Linked DNA regions of Ovis aries: region 1 is linked to region 2. Evidence: chromatin contacts called from public Hi-C data. All regions are on one chromosome and are shown on one strand. Each heading gives the region's core, a stretch centred on a gene start, on an enhancer-like site or on the middle of the called end of the contact. The rest is flanking DNA. Distances are from core to core; before and after follow the strand shown. Region 1 holds the start of CCNY (cyclin Y). Region 2 overlaps CCNY (cyclin Y).

The links. Hi-C and Micro-C count contacts between places; a contact is called where the count stands out from the background.
Region 1: a Hi-C map of hypothalamus shows a contact between it and region 2, with 5 times the contacts expected there. The contact joins the promoter of CCNY here to the enhancer-like site in region 2. A contact is called at or near these places in 12 of 16 Hi-C or Micro-C datasets (blood, hypothalamus, liver and 6 more).

What each region holds. Positions count from the first base shown.
Region 1 is chr13:17,532,605-17,535,304 of ARS-UI_Ramb_v3.0, forward strand. CCNY (cyclin Y) reads right to left here and starts at 1,284. Exons shown (of 10, transcript XM_015099546.4): 1 at 913-1,284. The coding sequence starts at 1,066. It overlaps LOC105613289 (endogenous retrovirus group V member 1 Env polyprotein-like), which reads left to right and starts at 1,650. Exons shown (of 2, transcript XR_009596031.1): 1 at 1,650-2,203.
Region 2 is chr13:17,451,787-17,454,486 of ARS-UI_Ramb_v3.0, forward strand. All of the region lies in intron 3 of CCNY (cyclin Y), which reads right to left. Among named protein-coding and RNA genes, the nearest start is that of APBB1IP, 54 kb to the left of the region's middle. Within about 2 kb of position 1,300, at least 9 of the 54 cell types and tissues checked have an H3K27ac peak or open chromatin away from gene starts, as enhancers often do. A contact at or near this core is called in hypothalamus and liver, where this site is marked.

The DNA.
Region 1 (2,700 bases), core at 34-2,533, 81 kb after region 2:
CAAGAATGAATTATGACAGAGTTGTGCCAATTCATTCACACAAGAAATTTTTTTCAAATTAGTTCAACCACATCAACTGTGAAAAGAATCAGTGGTTTAAAGAAAAAGTCAAGATTTCATAAAAATATATTTCCAATTTCAAAATTCTTTAAGTTTAAAATTACATAAACTGTTTGATGCATAAACTACCCATCTATTAGATATTAAATCACATAAGCTTATTGATAAAACAGTACTAATAAAATACTGTAAGACCAATAAAATCAACAATCATTACTAGGAGCAGCGATCAGTCTTAACTTCCTTTACAAATCCTAGTCCAGAAGTCATTGAAATCACTCAGAAATTCACAGGACTGTAATTCAACCTCAAGCAAAAACAAGGGGACTTATTCCAAAGCTGTCTGCAAATCACTGCGATAATACTGTAAAGAAAAAAAAATGTTAAAGAATTCAGGTGACGTTATTTGACTGCAATCTCTCAACATTCCCCCACCCAAAATCCTTTCTGTTGTTGGTATTTTGCGAGGAGGGCTGTGGGGATTTTTTTTTTGTTTTGTTTTTTAAAGAAATGGGGTCAGGGCCAGCAAGTGGGCTCAATTCGCCAGTTTCTGGGGAGCCGACCCAGGCATTCAGTCCTCGGCCATGCCCAGGGTCCCCATCTCCTTCGCCTCTCGGGATACAGATAGGCTCACCCTTCCGCGCGCAACTCGACAGGCAGCTCCGCCGGACAGACAGCCGGAGCCCGGCCTGGACCCCGCCCCGGCCCGCTCTCCGGGGCGAAGACCCCGGTCCGCTCGCGGTAACCGGCCGAGAGCAACGGCCGCCGGGCGGGGCGCGGGGTGCGGGGCGAGCGCGCAGGCGGCGCGGGGCGTCGGAGGAATCAGAGGGACCCCCCGCCCGCCCGCCTCACCGTCGATGTTCTCCCGGTCGCTGATGTGCTGCAGGTTGCAGCCCGTGTCCTCGCGGCTCAGGTCGGCGTCGGGCCGGCAGGACTCCAGCCGCGAGTGGGCATTCCTGCGGAGCTTGGGGCTGGACGACACGCAGCACGAGGCGGTGTTCCCCATGGCTGGCGCCCCGGCCCCGGCGCGGCCCCGGGTCAGCAGCGGCGGCGGCGGCGCGGCCTCGCCATGGGCGGCCCGGCTCCCCTCGCCCGGCCCGGCGGCCTGTCCGCGGCGGAGGAGCGCCCGCGCCCGCGCGACTGCGGCCGCCCGGCCCGGCTCACCCCGCCGCCGCCATGGCGGGCGCCGCGCAACCTCCTCCGCTTCCCGATCGGCCCGGCTCTGCGCCGGCGGCCGCAAGCGGTTCCGGTTCAGGGGGCGCGGCCGTTAGGGATGCGGAGACGCGGGGGCGAAAGCAGGCGGCGGGGGCGAAAGCAGGCGGCGGGGACGCGAGCGGCCGTGGGCGACGGGAACACAGGCGGCGGGGAGGCGCGGCGCTGGGCCCGGGCGTGGGCGGCCTGGGGGACGCTGGGGCCCGGCCCCGCCCCCCGCGGCCTCCGCGCCCCGCCCACCTGCTGGCCCGGTCCCGCCCCCGCTCCCCGCCCACCCGCGGGCCGCCCCGCCCTCCGCGGCCTCGGCGCCCCGCCCACCCGGCCTCGCCCCACCCTCTGCCCTGGAAGCGGATACGGGGGGGGGGGGGGGGGTTGGCCTCCCGCGCGCGTGCGCGCCGGCGGTGCAGTGATGTCGCGAGGAACCGGCGCAGGGAAGAGAGGTGCGTGCGGCGCCTGGGCCGCTGGCAGCGGCGGACGGGAGTCGGGGTGGAGGGAGGGGATTTTTTTTTCTCCTCCTTTAAACTCTCAGAGGTTAGAGTTAGTGGGCAGGGTTGGGGCGCTCTCCCGTCCTGAGCCGCCCGTCGTCTGCCCAGAATGCACCTTGGGCCGGGGCGGCGCCGCTCTCCCCGCAGGTTTATCGTCAGGTGCCCCAGGCTCTCCTGTTCAGCCCACCACGCAGTCGGCTGTGGGTGCGAGAACTTTGCAGGGTGGTCCCCATCCTGCCACCCACCCACACACACATGGCAGCACTGCCCCCTCGCCTCTCGGAAGAACAAAATAAGGCAGCTGAAACAACCCTTCACCCCCTTTCCAAATGGCCTGGGAAGACATCCTGAGACCGGGGACAGAATGCTTTAGCGGGTGGAACCTGGCGTGACCCCATTCTCCATACGAGGAAACTGAGGCCCAGAAACACGACGTGTCGACGCAGGTGCTAACTGGTAACAAAAGGGAGCAAATACTCGGCATCCTCAATGTGTGTACAGCTTGCCAGAGGCACTGTAAACATGATATTGTCTAAATCTGGACGAGTTTACTCTTAAACTTGTGCTTCCCCTTCTGTCTTTTTGTTAGTCCGTATTTTAAAAGCTCCATGTCTGAAGTGTATTGTTGCCGTTTTTGGAATAAGTGGTGTGTGTCCTTGTTCTGACTTGCCCGGTTGTGCCGTCCCCAGCCCACCCGCGTCTCTAACGCGACTGTACTAACTGGGGATTGAAGGGCGGCCAAACATAAGACGATTTACACCCCCTCCCCTTTACCTGTGAGTTTGCAGCTGGTGTCGTCTCATCTCTCATTCTTTTTTGTGTATGCCTGAGTGGCCTCTTCCCCATCTCAGAAAAGATTTGCTAAATAAACTGGGAGCTAGTATACTCTTAGAACCAGGTGAGAGCCAAGAAGACAGAAAATCAGAATAGAGAATGCATTTGT
Region 2 (2,700 bases), core at 50-2,549:
AAAAGTGTCTTACCAAGAAATGTTAATACTATCATCAAGTACAGCACAAAACTCACTTTCTTCCTACAGTGGAATTCCATGTTCTTCCTTATAAAAAAAGTCACCACCACCACTCCCGGTCTGAAACCTCCATCAGCTCAGCACACTCCCAAAATCGAGCATCAAAGGGTGTGCTGCAGAGTCCATAAAAATCACTGAGAAACAAGAAGCATGTACTCATCTCACCAGCAAAAGCCCATGCTTCAGGAGGCAACCTTGTGTGAGGCGCCAGAATTAAGACAGGAGTCCACAGCACCCATTTTTTTTCCTACCCCTGAGGTACAGTCAATTTGGGGACCATGGAAGATGCAGCCACTGTTAATTTAGAATCTCCTACTCTTCAATTTCACGAGGTGAAGATGTAAAGAAAAAGAGTACTCCTTTAAGGGCAAAATACATTTTAAAGGTGAGAGTTATCTGATGCTTTTGAAAATATGACCCGTGGATGAGCTTCAGGTGGGGTGCCTGTGGCAGCTGTGCATCTGGTTCTTTCAGGCTGTGTAAATTTTGAGCTCTTTGGAAAACGTTAGAACTGAGAACTATACTTCTAAAACATACTGCTACAGAAAAAGAATTTAAATTACACGCAGATGACATCTAACTGAATAGTAGGCAGATCAGGCGATTGTGGGCAATTTGACTAGTATATATCAATCTGGATCATTCTTGCTCAAAGCATGCTTAAAAAAAAAAAAAAAATCAAATCATCCAAACCAGTTTCGACTGGCCTGGTGCTATGCTGACAATCAAAAGTGTCATTTTCAGCAACCAAAACAATCAGTTCCTTAAGGATAATAACACTGCCCTGACTCAGCTGCCCACCCCCAGGGAAGCCCTTAGTACCCATGGTTTATGAACATGAAGGGAGCCTTAAAGCTCATCAGAGACCAAACGCCCTGTTTAACATTTACTTCTTATTTAATAAGGTTTCCCATGTAATAAGGGCTTCCCTTGTGGCTCAGCTGGTAAAGAATCTGCCTGCAATGTGGGAGACTTGGGTTTGATCCCTGGATTGGGAAGATCCCCTGGAGAAGGGAACGGCTATCTACTCCAGTATTCTGGCCTGGAGAATTCCATGGACTGTATAGTCCATGGGGTTGCAGAGAGTCGGACACGACTAAGCGACTTTCACTTTCACATGTGATAAAATTATGGAAATATGCAACAGCCTGAGAAACAGAAGTCAGTGTTATAAACAATCTCCCCTTTTGCTAATCATCACTCCCTGGGGCATACGGTTCCTAAAACTCCCGCCAGAGGGCACTGCACCATTGAATCACTATGACCCTCTGGAGCGCTGCTTTTACGAAGGGCATGTAGGTCAGGAGGAAATAATCAGAGTCAGGGAATTCAAAAGATAAGGCTTGATCTTGGCCAGTGTGTTTAGGCACACATTGTTCTGCGCCTGTGTAAGATAACACGCACAGTTGTGTCCAACTCTTTGCGATTCCATGGGCTGTATGTAGCCCTCCAGGCTCCTCTGTCCATGGAATTCTCCAGGCAAGAGTACTAGAGTAGGTTGCCATTCCCTTCTCCAGGGGATCTTTCCTTCCCAGGGATTGAACCTGGGTCTCCCGCATTGCAGGCAGAATCTTTACCAACTGAGCTACTAGGGAAGCCTTGTGTAAGATAAGGGCACCAAAAAAGCCTGTCAAGTTCAAGTTTCTTGACTGCAATTTTAACATGGCATTTTTCACGTCTATCAAATTAATCACAACAGTTTCATTAAGACAAGCCGGAGACATTAAAAACCATTTTGATCTCTTTTGTAGGTCAGGTAGCAATCACACTTAAGTCACAGACAAAAACTTGCAATCTAATAATAGATATTAACATGTGCGCCAAGTTTTTTAAAAAAATTCTTAAGAAATTTTCCCCACCAATGGAATCAGAAACCTTAACAGATATACTTAACACAAAAATTCAGTAATTAGTTGATATATTAAAGAATCTTTAGAGATACAAGAGAATTATTATTTAGGAATAATCACAACAGTGAAGCAAACGACAGCAATGACGGGCTTCTATTTGTGAGGTTTCCACTGTTTCCTCTGACACAAATTTCCTCAAGATGAAAATATGATAGGAACAGCCAAGAGTAAATGGTTTCCCTAAGAAAACATGAGCGCTAGAGTTAAAGAGAGAGTGATACACCAGGTCACAGAGTGGGCACTTCCTCATCCTCCTTTCAGGAGTAGAAGTACCCTTTGGGGTCACAGGGTTAACTGGAAACTAGCACCCCCAGGGGCCAGTCCTGCCTGGGGATCCCCATCTGTTAGTCTGAGCCCTCTATCACAAAGGGCTGGTGTGCCAACGGGGGATGCCAACTCAGCTTTCTGACTCTTTGTAACCCCATGGACTGTAGCCCACCAGGCTCCTCTGTCCATGGGATTCTCCAGGCAATAATACTGGAGTGGGTTGCCATTCCCTTCTCCAAGGGGTCTTCCTGACCCAGGGATGGAACTCGGGTCTCCTACAGTGCAGGCAGATTTGTTATCATCTGAGCCATCAGGGAAGCCCCCTTCAAACTATCTAGTAAGTCCTTGGCATTGTTATAATAGGGTTAAGTTTGAAACCCTATTTGGGCATTAAGTCATTTGCTAGAAGGGCTACAAGGTTCACAGAATGTATACTTCTCTTGATCTGACATCCACCCCCCAC